Regions from separate parts of the Anas platyrhynchos genome. Here region 1 is linked to region 2. Evidence: chromatin contacts called from public Hi-C data. All regions are on one chromosome and are shown on one strand. The core of a region is the stretch at or near the end of the contact, and the rest is flanking DNA. Distances in the headings are between cores, read along the strand shown. Region 1 overlaps NEURL1 (neuralized E3 ubiquitin protein ligase 1). Region 2 overlaps NEURL1 (neuralized E3 ubiquitin protein ligase 1).

The links. Hi-C and Micro-C count contacts between places; a contact is called where the count stands out from the background.
Region 1: a contact with region 2 is called in a Hi-C map of liver, with 4 times the contacts expected there. The contact joins two enhancer-like sites. A contact is called at or near these places in 3 of 8 Hi-C or Micro-C datasets (liver, skeletal muscle and subcutaneous adipose tissue).

What each region holds. Positions count from the first base shown.
Region 1 is chr6:28,689,700-28,695,929 of IASCAAS_PekinDuck_T2T, reverse strand. NEURL1 (neuralized E3 ubiquitin protein ligase 1) reads right to left here. Exons shown (of 8, transcript XM_072039768.1): 7 at 6,212-6,230; 8 at 1,963-4,899. The coding sequence ends at 4,658. It overlaps SH3PXD2A (SH3 and PX domains 2A), which reads left to right. Exons shown (of 15, transcript XM_072039762.1): 15 at 1-197. Among named protein-coding and RNA genes, the nearest start is that of NEURL1, 150 kb to the right of the region's middle. Within about 2 kb of position 3,004, at least 1 of the 8 cell types and tissues checked has an H3K27ac peak or open chromatin away from gene starts, as enhancers often do.
Region 2 is chr6:28,568,411-28,574,364 of IASCAAS_PekinDuck_T2T, reverse strand. All of the region lies in intron 1 of NEURL1 (neuralized E3 ubiquitin protein ligase 1), which reads right to left. Among named protein-coding and RNA genes, the nearest start is that of NEURL1, 26 kb to the right of the region's middle. Within about 2 kb of position 2,449, at least 1 of the 8 cell types and tissues checked has an H3K27ac peak or open chromatin away from gene starts, as enhancers often do.

The sequences.
Region 1 (6,230 bases), core at 1,755-4,254, 120 kb before region 2:
CTGGACCTTCAGGGTCCAGAATTGTTGCTTGATAACATTTGAGCAGGCTTGCAGTGTTCTGGGGGGAGGTGGGGAAAGGGTACTCTATCTTCAAATGCTTGCAGACTGTAAGAATTGACTTGTGATTTTTTTGTATTTTGTTTACATTGCCTCTTATGCCCTAAGGAAAAATAAATTTTTGACCTTTTTAATTGTGATCCAGTTGGTTTACTTTATTTTTTCAACCTTTTCAGTACTGTTTTAATTCCACTCAGTTTGTCAAACCACTAAATTTAACTTTCCCAGAATAACTTGTGACTTACGTGTATGTGCAATTGCAAATTTCAGCTCAGGCTTAAATGGATAAAGGATCTTGTCTTGTCCCCTGGCTCTGAGTTGTTACTGTACCTGTATTTTTGTCTCCTAATTCACAAAGTTTTAGGGACTGCTGCCCTCAAATACAAAGACCCTTTGTCTGTGTTGAGCAAGGTCTTAAGATACATGTCAGCGTGTTTTTTGGAGTGTGATGAGGTGTCAGATCCAAAATAAGAAGGGAAGCATCCTTTTGCTTGAGTGGCCCTTCTGTGATAGAAGGGTTGCTGAGCAAGTTGGGATGAGTTCTTAAACACCTCTGCATGCAGGCTGCAGAGCAGGCTGTGCTTGAACATGAAATTTTAAGATTTGATCCTGCAAGGTTGCTGGGTCCTGTGCTGGGGCCTGCTGACTCCTTGCTGGGTTTGGAGGCCCAAATAATAGGCAGAAATTTCCTGCTATGTGAAGCAGATGAGTAAAGGAGATTGAAGAGCTTCTACTAATGGATCCCTGCTCCTTATGAGGGATGTCCCCGAAGGATGCAGGGGGCAGTGGGATTAGGGGATGCAGAGTGGGGCGAGTTGTAATAAGGGAAGTAATTCTGAACAAGACCGTTTTTGAGCACATCAATCCCCAGCTCGGCTATGGGACACCTCTATGAAATATTGTCTACAATTGTCTGCTTCCTTGTCTGTTAGCAGTTTGCAAATCTGTAGGTAAAAAGGGTCATTCCTAGAGCCTGGCTTCCACATTGCAAAGCAGAGCTGCGGAGGGGATTGGCTTTCACTAACTCCTTGTTGCTGCAGCAGGGGACGGCTGAGCTTGCCTGCATGTGTCCTTCATTTTGGCAGGGGGACATGCCTTTGCTCCCTGCTGCAGCACTTCACAAACATCTTGCAGAGAAATGATGTCCCTGGAGATGGGCCAGCTGTCTTCAGAGGCACAGCATTTGCAAACAGCATGGAGGAGCATCTCACAAGTGCTGGCACGTAGGTGGGTGATGCACAAGGAGCCCTGCTTGGGCACCCCAGCTCTCTGAAAACTGCAAGGAATTACCAGGGCAGCACCCAGTCCTGGGTGCTTTAAGGTACAAACATATGTATGAGGAGCATGCCTGGGACCTGTGCCTTCTCTTCTGTGTGTGTAGCATGGTCCTTAGGGTTAGAAGGGTTTTTCTAGGCCAATGCAACCAAGATATTACTCTAACATACACCCTTGTGTATTGTAACCCACTATTAATTTTTCCCTTCATTCTCCATTTTTCTCTGAGATCCACCATCAGAGCTATGCTGTATCCAGACTACTTCCTCTGATCCCACGTGTGTGTAGCTGTGAAAAGGAGCAAAATCAACCCTTTAAAAAATAAAGATTAAGTGCAGTGGTGGGCGCGGAACACCAGGTGGCGATGGTGCACCAGTTCTGCCACTCCTGGACCACTTCGGGAGCATCCTCCCCCTCTTCCTCCTCCTTCCTCCTCCTCGTCCCCTGGGCTCAGGACCCACAAGCTGCCGACCAGGGACAGCCCTGGGGATGGATGGCCGTACCTGAAGCATGAGGAGGGCTGCAGGGGGTCACAAGGAAGCAGCTTTCATGCCACTCAACCTCTTCTTGCCTGCCTATAACATTTTGCCACGCTTGCTGAAGTGGCAAATACTCAGTCACTCATGCTGCTGCAGGATGCCTAAATCAACTTTATTCACAATCACAGTTATCCAATTTTTCACAATTAGTTATTCTTCTCTTTAAACAGAACACAAAACATTTTAAAGTAAAGCGATGAAATGCAAATGACACAAGAACACAGAGGTACGTGGGAACCTACACAATTCAAACAAAAACAAAAGGTTAGGACTGTTGTTCTTACTGTTACTGCTTTTGCTGTTTTTTCTCCCTGGAGAGAGCCTTGCTCTCCTACCTGCTCACAACTGGAGGCCAGCTGATGCTGGGAGCAGGACCGAACCCCAATTTTTGAGCTTGGATGCTGGGGGAGCTTTCAGCTTCTGCTAACTCCTAGAGTTTGGTCCACAGTAAAACAAACACAGTTATATATTAAAACACTCTGAATTCAAAAGGTGAAAAGGGAATTCACACCACTGCACTGATACCCATGGATGGAGTTTCTTGAAAAATAAAATGTACCCATTGGCTTGCCCTGCACAGGAGGGAACCGGTCCCAGTGATGTGGTAAAGGCTTGGGAGGCTGCTTATTGCACGTTTCCCTACATCCACTATTCCACGGACATGTTCCTACCCATTGGGTTTTCCCTCTCTGAAATTTTTGCACTGGTGTTTGTATAACTACTGAAACAGGCTCCCCATGCCTGCCAGTCACTGTGCTGTCCTGGAGGCTGGCTCCATGCCCACAAACTGGCTGTGCTCCTGCCGTGGCAGTGGTCACCCTTCACCCTTTCCTCCCACTCCTCACTGAGGGGTCCAAGCGCAGGAGCCAGGGTGCTCCAGGGCTTCTGACAGCCAGCCCAGAGCACAGGGCTGAGCCCCTGGGTTAGGGGTGGACATGAGAAGTGTGCAAAGAAATAACATAAATCCCTGTAACCAGGGTATCAGCGTTCAAGTCACGGACTGCCCACCAGGCGGGCAGGGGGTGGCTGCAGGTCCCTGCAGTAGGCTGCAGTGATGGCGGTGCCTTTAGAGAAAGGCTCTAAGATGCGCCCTCCAGCTCTCAGCATCTTCATTGACTTCTTCAAGGGGACAGAGCAAGGCCATGTTTTCCAGGTGCTCTCAGGAGCAGCCCCCGTGGGTAGGGGTGCTCCTTCACCCACTCCACTGCACTCAGGGCTGTGGGTAGCCATGCCAGGAGAAGGCTCAGCAGGACGGGCATAACCCCGTGCCCTTCCCCAGCCTGGCCTGGTGGGCAACCCCCCTCTGGGCCCAGGTGCCTCCTCTTCCTCCCACACAGCCCTGGAGGCACCAAGATGGGGCCAGAGGGCAGACAGGGAGCACCAGCTACAGCAGAGCTGCCCTGGCTGGACCCAAGGCCCGGCAGCTCTAGGCCAGGCCAGCGGCCATGGTGGTGCGGTGGTTGTCATGGCAACCATGGGGGCCGCCATTACAGGCACCCACAGTGGGGTTCCCAGCTGGGGCAGGGGGGTTGTTTAAATAAACCAAAACAAACTAAACCCCTCAAGCTATAATTTTCTTTTTTCCCCTTCTAACACCTAAGGACAGCCATGTCCTGCCGGCGGGCTGGCTGTTGAAGGGCTGGCTAAGTACCACCTGGCTGTTTTTGTCTTAAAGCACAGTGATAAAGTTACCAGTAAATGAGACCCGCAGACATGTGGTTTATACATTCTTCCCCAATGGGGTTGGTTTTTTTGTGTGTGTTTCTGGATTTGTTTGTTTTGTGTGTTTTGTTTGTGTTTTTTTTTTTTTCTTCTTTTTTTTTTTTCTTTTTTTCTTTTTTTTTTTTTCTCCCTTAGAAGTGTTGTCTGGATGGTAAAGGGAGGAAAGGCGAAGGAGGTGCATCTCCCTCTCCTGCAGGCCATGGGGCAGAGATGCTGCTGGATCCCTTGTGCTGCATGGAGACCATTTGGGACAAGTCAGCTCGGTGGTGATGGGGTGTGAGAGATGCTTGTCATGCAACAGGATGGTGACAGGAGGTGGCGGGATGCTGCTGGGAGGGAGGGTGGCCCATGTTGGCTGCCAAACCCACCGTGAACGCCTCCGCTGGGGAACAGCAGGACAGTGCTCAAGGTACTGCCATGGTACTGTTCTCCTCCCCGTGTCCATAGGGAGAGTTTTGCTTCAAAAGTTCCAGGTCTTTTTCTGCGCTGGCTCCAGGCCTTCCACTGCAAATGTGCTCACTGCATCTCCCTTGCTGGGTCAATATTTGCCTCACTCCACACTTTCTAATGGGCTTCCTATGGGCAGGCTAGTTGTACGCAGAACCACATCATTGCTTATTTCTTCTCTTCTGCCAAGGTGTCCTCTGCACACACCGTGTCTTCAGGAGGAGAGGTGCAGCACTGAACCTTTTACCACTTGCTCTCCCTGCTAAACATGGGAGATTCCTCTCCGCTGTGTATGGTGTAGAAAAGGGATGATTGCTCCAGCTGTTGTTTGTTTTTTTTTTTTTTGTTTTGTTTTGTTGAGATAAAATTTAAAATCTGTAGGAGAGAGTAGTCCATTGTTATTTCTCTGATGCACTGGAGTTCAGTCCCAGGGCTTGCTTGGAGGGTAGAAGAGCAGCATCTAAGCTGGTGTCATCTGTTGTCCATGGAAGTGGGGATCAGGGTGGTGGTGGGTGATGGTTTTTGAATCTCCCAGGTGATGAATAGAGACCGAGACCTGTGTTATTTCACAGACTCCTCTCCACCTCCCTAGTCCCACCACAGCATCTGCTGCTGCTCTAAGCGCTGCGGTATGTTTTGATGATATCTTTGATGGCTCGTCTGCAAATGGGACAGCAAGCATTGGCCATCTTCTTGAGCTTCAGCCCACAGGAATAGCAGAGACACATGTGTCCACAGGAGTAAATGACCGTGTCTACCATGTTCTCATAGCAGATGGCGCATTCGTCTCCCCAGGGCCCTGAGATGGATGGGGAGATGGGTGACTCAGGCAAGCTGACAGGAGAGTTGGGAGCTGTGCCTGAAACACAAAGAACAGGGTCACTCATACTGCTTAAATGGTTTCTTGACACCCTGCAGCCAGCTGCAGAGGGAGGAACCACAGCCTAGAAGAAATAGATGCTTGAGGTTCAGGGATCCTTTCTGTGATCTGCTGGCCCAGTCGCTGAGACCTGGTTCACATGCCAAGGCTCAGGGCAGCAGAGAGGCAGCATCTGCTGGGATCTGCCACCCACATAAAACTAACCAGGAGACAGCAGTTTCCAAGCAGCAGGGACAAAGAGCAGTTTCACATTTTCAAACCTCTGTCTAAATATTAACAAAGGAGGAAAAATTAGAAGGGCTAGATCAAGCCATCTGCTTTGATGGTGGCACACGGTGGCAGCAGCTCCCAAGACAAGCAGTACTTCATCTTTAAGTCTGATATAGGGATCTGGGTTTACGGTGCCTGGCTACAAATCACCCCATCCACGTGGCAGATCCTCCGGCAGAGGGGTGAGGTAGTGCTTACATGGACTGCATTTAGCTCATATATAGCACACTGCTACAAGAGCTGCAAGAGGCTGCAGTAATTATGCTTATAGTACACACCTGTGAGAAAGCCTCCCCATGAAGCCCGATGAGGTAGCAAGATAATGATTTTTTTTTTTATATTCTCCCCCCAAAAAAACATTAAAAATCTTAATATTTGCTGTCGCAAGTTATTAGGCCTGACACTGAAAGTACCTTTGTGCCTTCAAAGAACAACCCTGGTTAGGACAATGGTGACAAGGATTTGGTAAATTATACAGCTGTGGGATCATGCACGTCCCTGGGGCTTTAGAAATGCTGCAAAACATCCTATCATTTGTACCGCATGTATATTTTCTCTAAGTCCTACTGGAATTCATTGGTATGTTAGAAATATCTGCCTTTTTCTGAAAGGGATAGTGTTGGTGTGTGGAGAGGGAAAGGGGGGGATTAGGCATATGCAGAGCTCAAATCGAGTTAGCATGCAACGTGTCACTGCCACACAGCGCTCCGGGAGGAGCTGTGCGTCACAGGGCCGTGAACATAACAGAAACTTTGCTGCCTCCCCTGGGACTTTTCATGATGAAAAGGGTTGGAGAAATATTGCTGTCTGGGCATCTAAGCGGCTTTCACGTAAGAAGACTGAAAATAGACTTTGCAGAGGCTCTCCCTTCCTCCCCAAGGGAGCTGACAAGAGCCTCTGTTGATTGCTGTGTTTTTAAAGCCCTTCTGGGAGACAAGACTGAGACCATGAAGGGAGGCAGAGCAGGAGTGGGCAGGGGGAGGCAGAGGAAAGGAGGACAGAGAAACCTTACCACACTTACCACTGATAGAGCTGCAGAG
Region 2 (5,954 bases), core at 1,200-3,699:
TGCTCAGCCTCCTTCCAGGAGCCCAACTTAATGGTTTCAAAGCACACAGCAGCACACCCCATTTCTGGTGGTGTTTAGCTGAACCGCACATCTAAGTGTCTCATTAGAGAAACAAATTGACTTTTTGACTGTAATGTGCCTATTTTGCATTGAAAAGCCTGTGGTACAAACACACAGTGACGTTAATGGTGCAGGCAGGGCTGTGAGCGCAGCTACTTACCTGGCTGTGAACCAGCCCCCTGCACTGCCAAATTAAAAGCAGAAATGGAGATGGGAAAGATGCCTTTTTCCCCACTAGTCACACATGCACCTTGCACAGACATTGTCTGATATAGGAGCACAGACACACACACAAAAAAAAATTAAATGCAACCAACCTCTTCCCAGGAGGCTTCCCATGCAGCTCCCACTGCACACAGGCACAAGTTCCCACGAATTCTTCACCTTTATAATCAGTTCTGCTAATCTGGTCAGGAGCTGAGAAAACTATTGAAATCTATCAGTTTGCTGTTCTGCGTGCTTAGCTTCATGAGAGACAACTGACAAGAAAACATGGGTTTGAAAGGAGTCAAGAGAAAGTGTATGAACAAAAAGCAGGGGCTGGGATCACCCATTTGTCTCTGCCAGGAGCTCGCTTTCTCCTCTGAATTACATCTGTATGAGACAGGATCTATCTCACTGCAGAAATTTGTCTAGATTTGTGCTTGCTTTTACTGTAATTTAATTTTAAAGGTCAAATGCTGGTCTTTGCTGCAAATCTGGAGCAGCACCACTGATGGATGGCATGACTTCCAGCTGCATCTCACAGAAGAATCTGGTCCAATAGGTATGGGGATCTCACATCCAATTTACAGTGACATGTAAAACATAGGGTGCAGGCAGTCTGCTGCATAATCTCCACAGAGTACATGAATAGTTAACACAAGTAACACTATGACTCAGTCTATTCAAGTATCAGGTTCTCGGTTACCTGAATGCAAGCAAAACATGACGACAATATATGCGTATTGTCTCCCAAAACAGGGCAAATGCCAGGCTGATTTCAGCCTCCTCTCATCTCACGTTGATCAGTACTCAACGAATTTTGTGTTTGCCAGCTGAGACAGTTAAAGTACAATTCCTCAAAGGGATGTGAACTGCTCCTACAGGTAGCTGCAGAGTATCACTTGGCGAGCACGCAGAGAACACCTCCAACTCTGAGCTGCTTCCCACCAGGCAGGCAAAGCTCCAGCTCCTCCACTTTACAACCATGTACAGTTCTCATGTATTCAACCACACCAGGAAAATTCACACAGAACACAAGGTGGAAGAAGCTGAGTGCATATGTATAGAGATAGGTACATGAATACTTATCCACATGCATGCACAGCTTGATTTCAGTAGGAAACTTTCCCTCTACACACTGATGTGGTTTTCAAGTCTGCAGTACCACTTGGCTCTGATGTACCAGGCTCAGGGCTCACCTGGCGCTGCTCTGCAGGCAGCTGGGACTCACTCTGCACACATTTGGGGCAAGGCAAGAGAAGGGGGACTGGAAGGGGGTTATCACCATGAGATACTGCCTGCCAGATCCTGCTGTGACCACTACTCCTGATTTACTAGCTACTTTCTTCCCCTCTGTTTTACAAGCCATTGTTTAATCAGAAGTAATTTGAAGGAGCTTGAGCTCTGTAACAAGAAAAAAAAACTCTGAAATTGTTACACCCAAAAGAGGGAAACGTGTATGTGCTAAAATTCTTGTATTCCCCTACAGAACCTTTTAATAGGCAACAAAATTGTGACTTCAGGAACACATTCTTAAGACTGCTAAATGCTCTGAGTGTGAACCAAGCCTCCTTGGCTGTTTGGGGCAAAAATCACCTTCGGCATTTTGCAGCATCTCTCACGAGAGGCCCAGTTCATCCTGGGGCCAGCTGGGGGGATGTCAGCGCTGAAAGGACCAGCTGCAGATCCCAGCCAGACAAAATGCACCCGCTGCCCCCTGTGTGTGCGGCAACAGTGACAGCTGGCGGACACGGGGAGAAAGCCCCACGCATCAGCTGCCCACTGGTGCATGTCCTCCACCTCTGGTTAGTCTCAGCTGAACCCAAGAGCCTTGGAGTGAGGAGCCACAACAGACACCGTGTCCACAGGTTGCTGCTCCTTCAGTGGAAAGCACCCAGGACCAAGCTCTCCCTGCTGGCTCAGGCAGCCCTTTTGCCCTTGTGTTTTAATCAGCAGGGCTGTACACCCTCCCTCTTATGAGACCTTGGACAGTTATCCTCTCCTTATGCAGCACAGAGCAGGAATTGGAAAGAGTTATTAGCACAATCAGTGTGTTATTCACTGCCTCTGCTTTACACCCCTCCTGCTGCCTGCAAGACTTGCCTGCATTTGCACATTCTTTGTGAGCATGAATGGGATGCTTAAGGCACAAAGTCTGGCTTAGTAAACTTCAAATTGCCAGCTCTGGCCTCATATTGTAGGGGAACATGTGCAAGGTGACGCCGAAGAAGTTACCAGCAGTGCCGGACAGAAGTCCCTGAGGTATGGAAAAATCCAGAGGCAACAAGCACCTTTGGATGCAGCCAGCTCCAGACCAGCAGGGCCATGGTGCCCAGGGGGGAGGCACTGGTTCACCCCAAGATGCTGAGGCAGAGCCTAAAACTTGCTTCTTATAGGGATAAGATTGCTTCTTGATGTTGTCCATTATTTTCTCTCACACTGAGTAGGGAACAGGCTGTACTTTTTGCTTCTGATTCACAAATACTATATCCCCTCTTCCCACTATTGGTGACTCAGAAAAGTGACTCATTCACCTCTAGATAGTTTTATTTTCCCCACATCTGATATGAAAAAAAAAAAAAAAAATCTCCTATGTTGGCCCCTTGTGGGGCAGAAATAGTCTTTTCTTCTATTCATCAGCCTTTGCTTACAATACAGAGATTAAAACAGATCATTTCCAACTCCAGACACCAACTCATGGCTCCGGCTGCAGTAAGGGAGGAGCCATGCCCTGGCCTCAGCTGCGTTGATCTCCCCACTAGAGGCTGCTGAAGCAAAAGCAACAACGGTTCTGCTCCACGCAGGGTGGCCCTGAGCTTCCCAACACACCTGCAAGAAAAGGCAGAGCCCTAGAAATAAGCACAGAAAGATGGTGGGAAAGAAGGCGTGTTATGTGGGGATGTCTTGTTTTAATTACAGTTTAATTTACAAAGTTTTGCTTTGCTTTGCAGTGAGGTGCAGATTCAGAGGAGCTGCAGCCCAGCCAGGCTGTTGGGTGAAGGAGGGTGGGAGAAGGCACCAACACCCTCACATACATGCTGCCATCTGGGAGCAGAGGGGAGGAGGAAGATCATGCCATCCCTCAGGACATTTTCTTCTGCACAAAACACATTCATTGTCCTATTGACAAGGACAGAGAAATGTGATTAATTTGAAAGCACTGGAAGCAAAGCAAGATGGCTGAGCAGGAATTCAGAGAGGAGAACAGCATTAAAACCTTGTGAAGAGCCCAACAGCATCAACATCCAAGGACCTGGATTTCCTGGCTACTGATTTGTGAGGACCGCAAGATCCACAGCACCCCCCTGCTCTCAGATCAAGGACAAGGAGACCTACAGACTGAAGAGATCTCAGGAATAGAGGAGGTGGAGGGGGAGACCTCCAACCTACCCAGGAACATCCTTGCCCATAAAATAAGTCCACAGCACATTGTCAGCAAGGCCTAAACACAGACTTTCCATACTGCACCAAAGACCTTTGGGGCAGCCAGCAATAACTGCTCTGTACATCTTGAGCCACCCGTGTCAAGGAATGGAGGAGCAAGGTGTACCACAACCACTCATCCTGTTTGCTGTAACTGCTGGCTATATCCCAGAACAGTAAAGAGACCAAATCTGAGCCTCATCAATTCAGAAAGGTTTTTGCCACTAGATTTATGGAGAGCAATATCACATCTGTGATCCTACAAATCCTTGGCCTGTTCATCATCAGCAGCCCCTTGAATCACCAAGGCTTTCTGGGTGCTAAAGCAAAGCACAAGCTGTTAGATGGACCTCAGAAGAAACTGGAGAAGAAAGAGGACAAAGGATGTTTGTAACCAAGTAACAGGGGGACACACCAAAGGCAGGGCAGTGCACAACCTCCTTGAATGACTGTACAGTGATTTTCTGCCACAGACCTCAGTTTTTCACCACATTAGCCAGGAAAACTCAAACGCCTGCAAGGTTAGCATTGGTCCACCGTCTTCACACCATCACTGAGACCTCAGTGTGGAGAAACCTTACTGTACCAGACAAGGACCAGGTTACAGGATCAGAGGATCCTGTAACCTGGAGGATCCTACAGGATCCTTCATACTCAAAACTATTAATTTTTCTACTAGACAAGGATTCTCCCTAGACTGAATTTATTACACAAAAGCTAAACCAATAAGTTGGTTGTTACAAGGCCTGTGACTTCTCTAGTAGTGATGTCTCAAGGTTTACCTGCTAATCATATCAAGCCTTCTCCTTTTATTTCATCCTTGCTACATCCCAGTGAACATGTTAAATGCCTTCCTGTCTTGTGCTTACACCCATCAAATACAATACAAGCATATCGACTTATTTAGTCTTTGCTTGGCAAAACTACTCAGATTCAGCTTTTTTAATCTTTGTTCTTACATCAATCTCCTCGGTCCCATTGATAACCATATACTTGTTCTCCTTGGAATTTATCAGTCTTTCTAGTAAGCAGGTGCCCAGAATTAACTGCAAGAGAGAAAGTGCAACCAGTTGTGAAAGCGCAGCAAATCATTGTACAATAAAAGCTGTACCAAGGACCTTAGCCATGTGCCACATGGCTGGAAGTGACAGGAAGCTGAAGTGGTTGTGGGATAATGAACATGAGAAAGCAGGGTGAATGAACCTGCTTTCATGACCTTGTCAAGTCATCCCTCACACCTTCATCCTCCTCTCCACAGTCACACCCACAGCTCTCCTTATCAACAGATGCTTGTGCAAAGGGAGAAAAGGCTGTATTGCTTGATGTACAGCATACCCTCAGAGGATGCTTCTGTTGAACATTGTCATTTAAGATAAAAAATTGTTCAACAAACAAACAAACACCTATTACTCTGCCTTCAGCTGAGAGGTGGAGTAACTGTTTCCTGCAGGAGGAGACCAATCTGCAGGGAATCAGAGCAATGCCTCACAGCAGAAGACAGATGTGAAGTCACCGTTTCTGAATGCTCTTAGCAAAGCAATTCTTCAGAACGCACATAGCTGAACATGAACAGTACCCACAGCCCCAGATGCAAAGCTGCAGAGCAATTATATAGTTTTAATTTAAGGATCCCATTTCATTGCTAACTGAAAGAAGCCAGTACCCTCAGGGTTAACATCACCATTCCTATTTCCCAAGGACAGGCTATACTGTGGATTTCATTATTCCAACCCCCTTTTAAGTTGTAGATCTCCCCTCAAGTCCAGCATCAGAATATTAAATATCAACAAGCTTGTGTTTACTAGTATTCTTTCATTGTGATAAGTGTTGAATGGATAAGTCTTTTTGCAATTAAAAAAAAAAAAAAAAAAAAAAAAAGAGGTACAAGAAATAGAGATTGTGTTTCCAACAATGCATATCTGATTAGTAACAAATCAGAGGAAAAATATATTTCCCCACTGAATAACAGCTACCACTTTCTTTGGTATCCTAAATTTAGAAACTGATTTTTATCACCCAAGACTGCAAGATTTATTAGCAGAGTCAGTACAGCTGGTACCCAACAGCAGGCCAGTTGGCACTCCGGGAAAACTCAGAGCGGGGTCCAAACTCGTAGGGGCTGAGCCTCATGTCTGCTTACAAACTTGGATGAAATCCCAGCCAAAGAGACAATACAGCAGCAGGCATCAGCAGAGAAGCTCCAAGCAAACTTAAATACAAGAATTGACCATCAGAGAGACTCTGTGAGGTTCATCCTCTGTTATCAT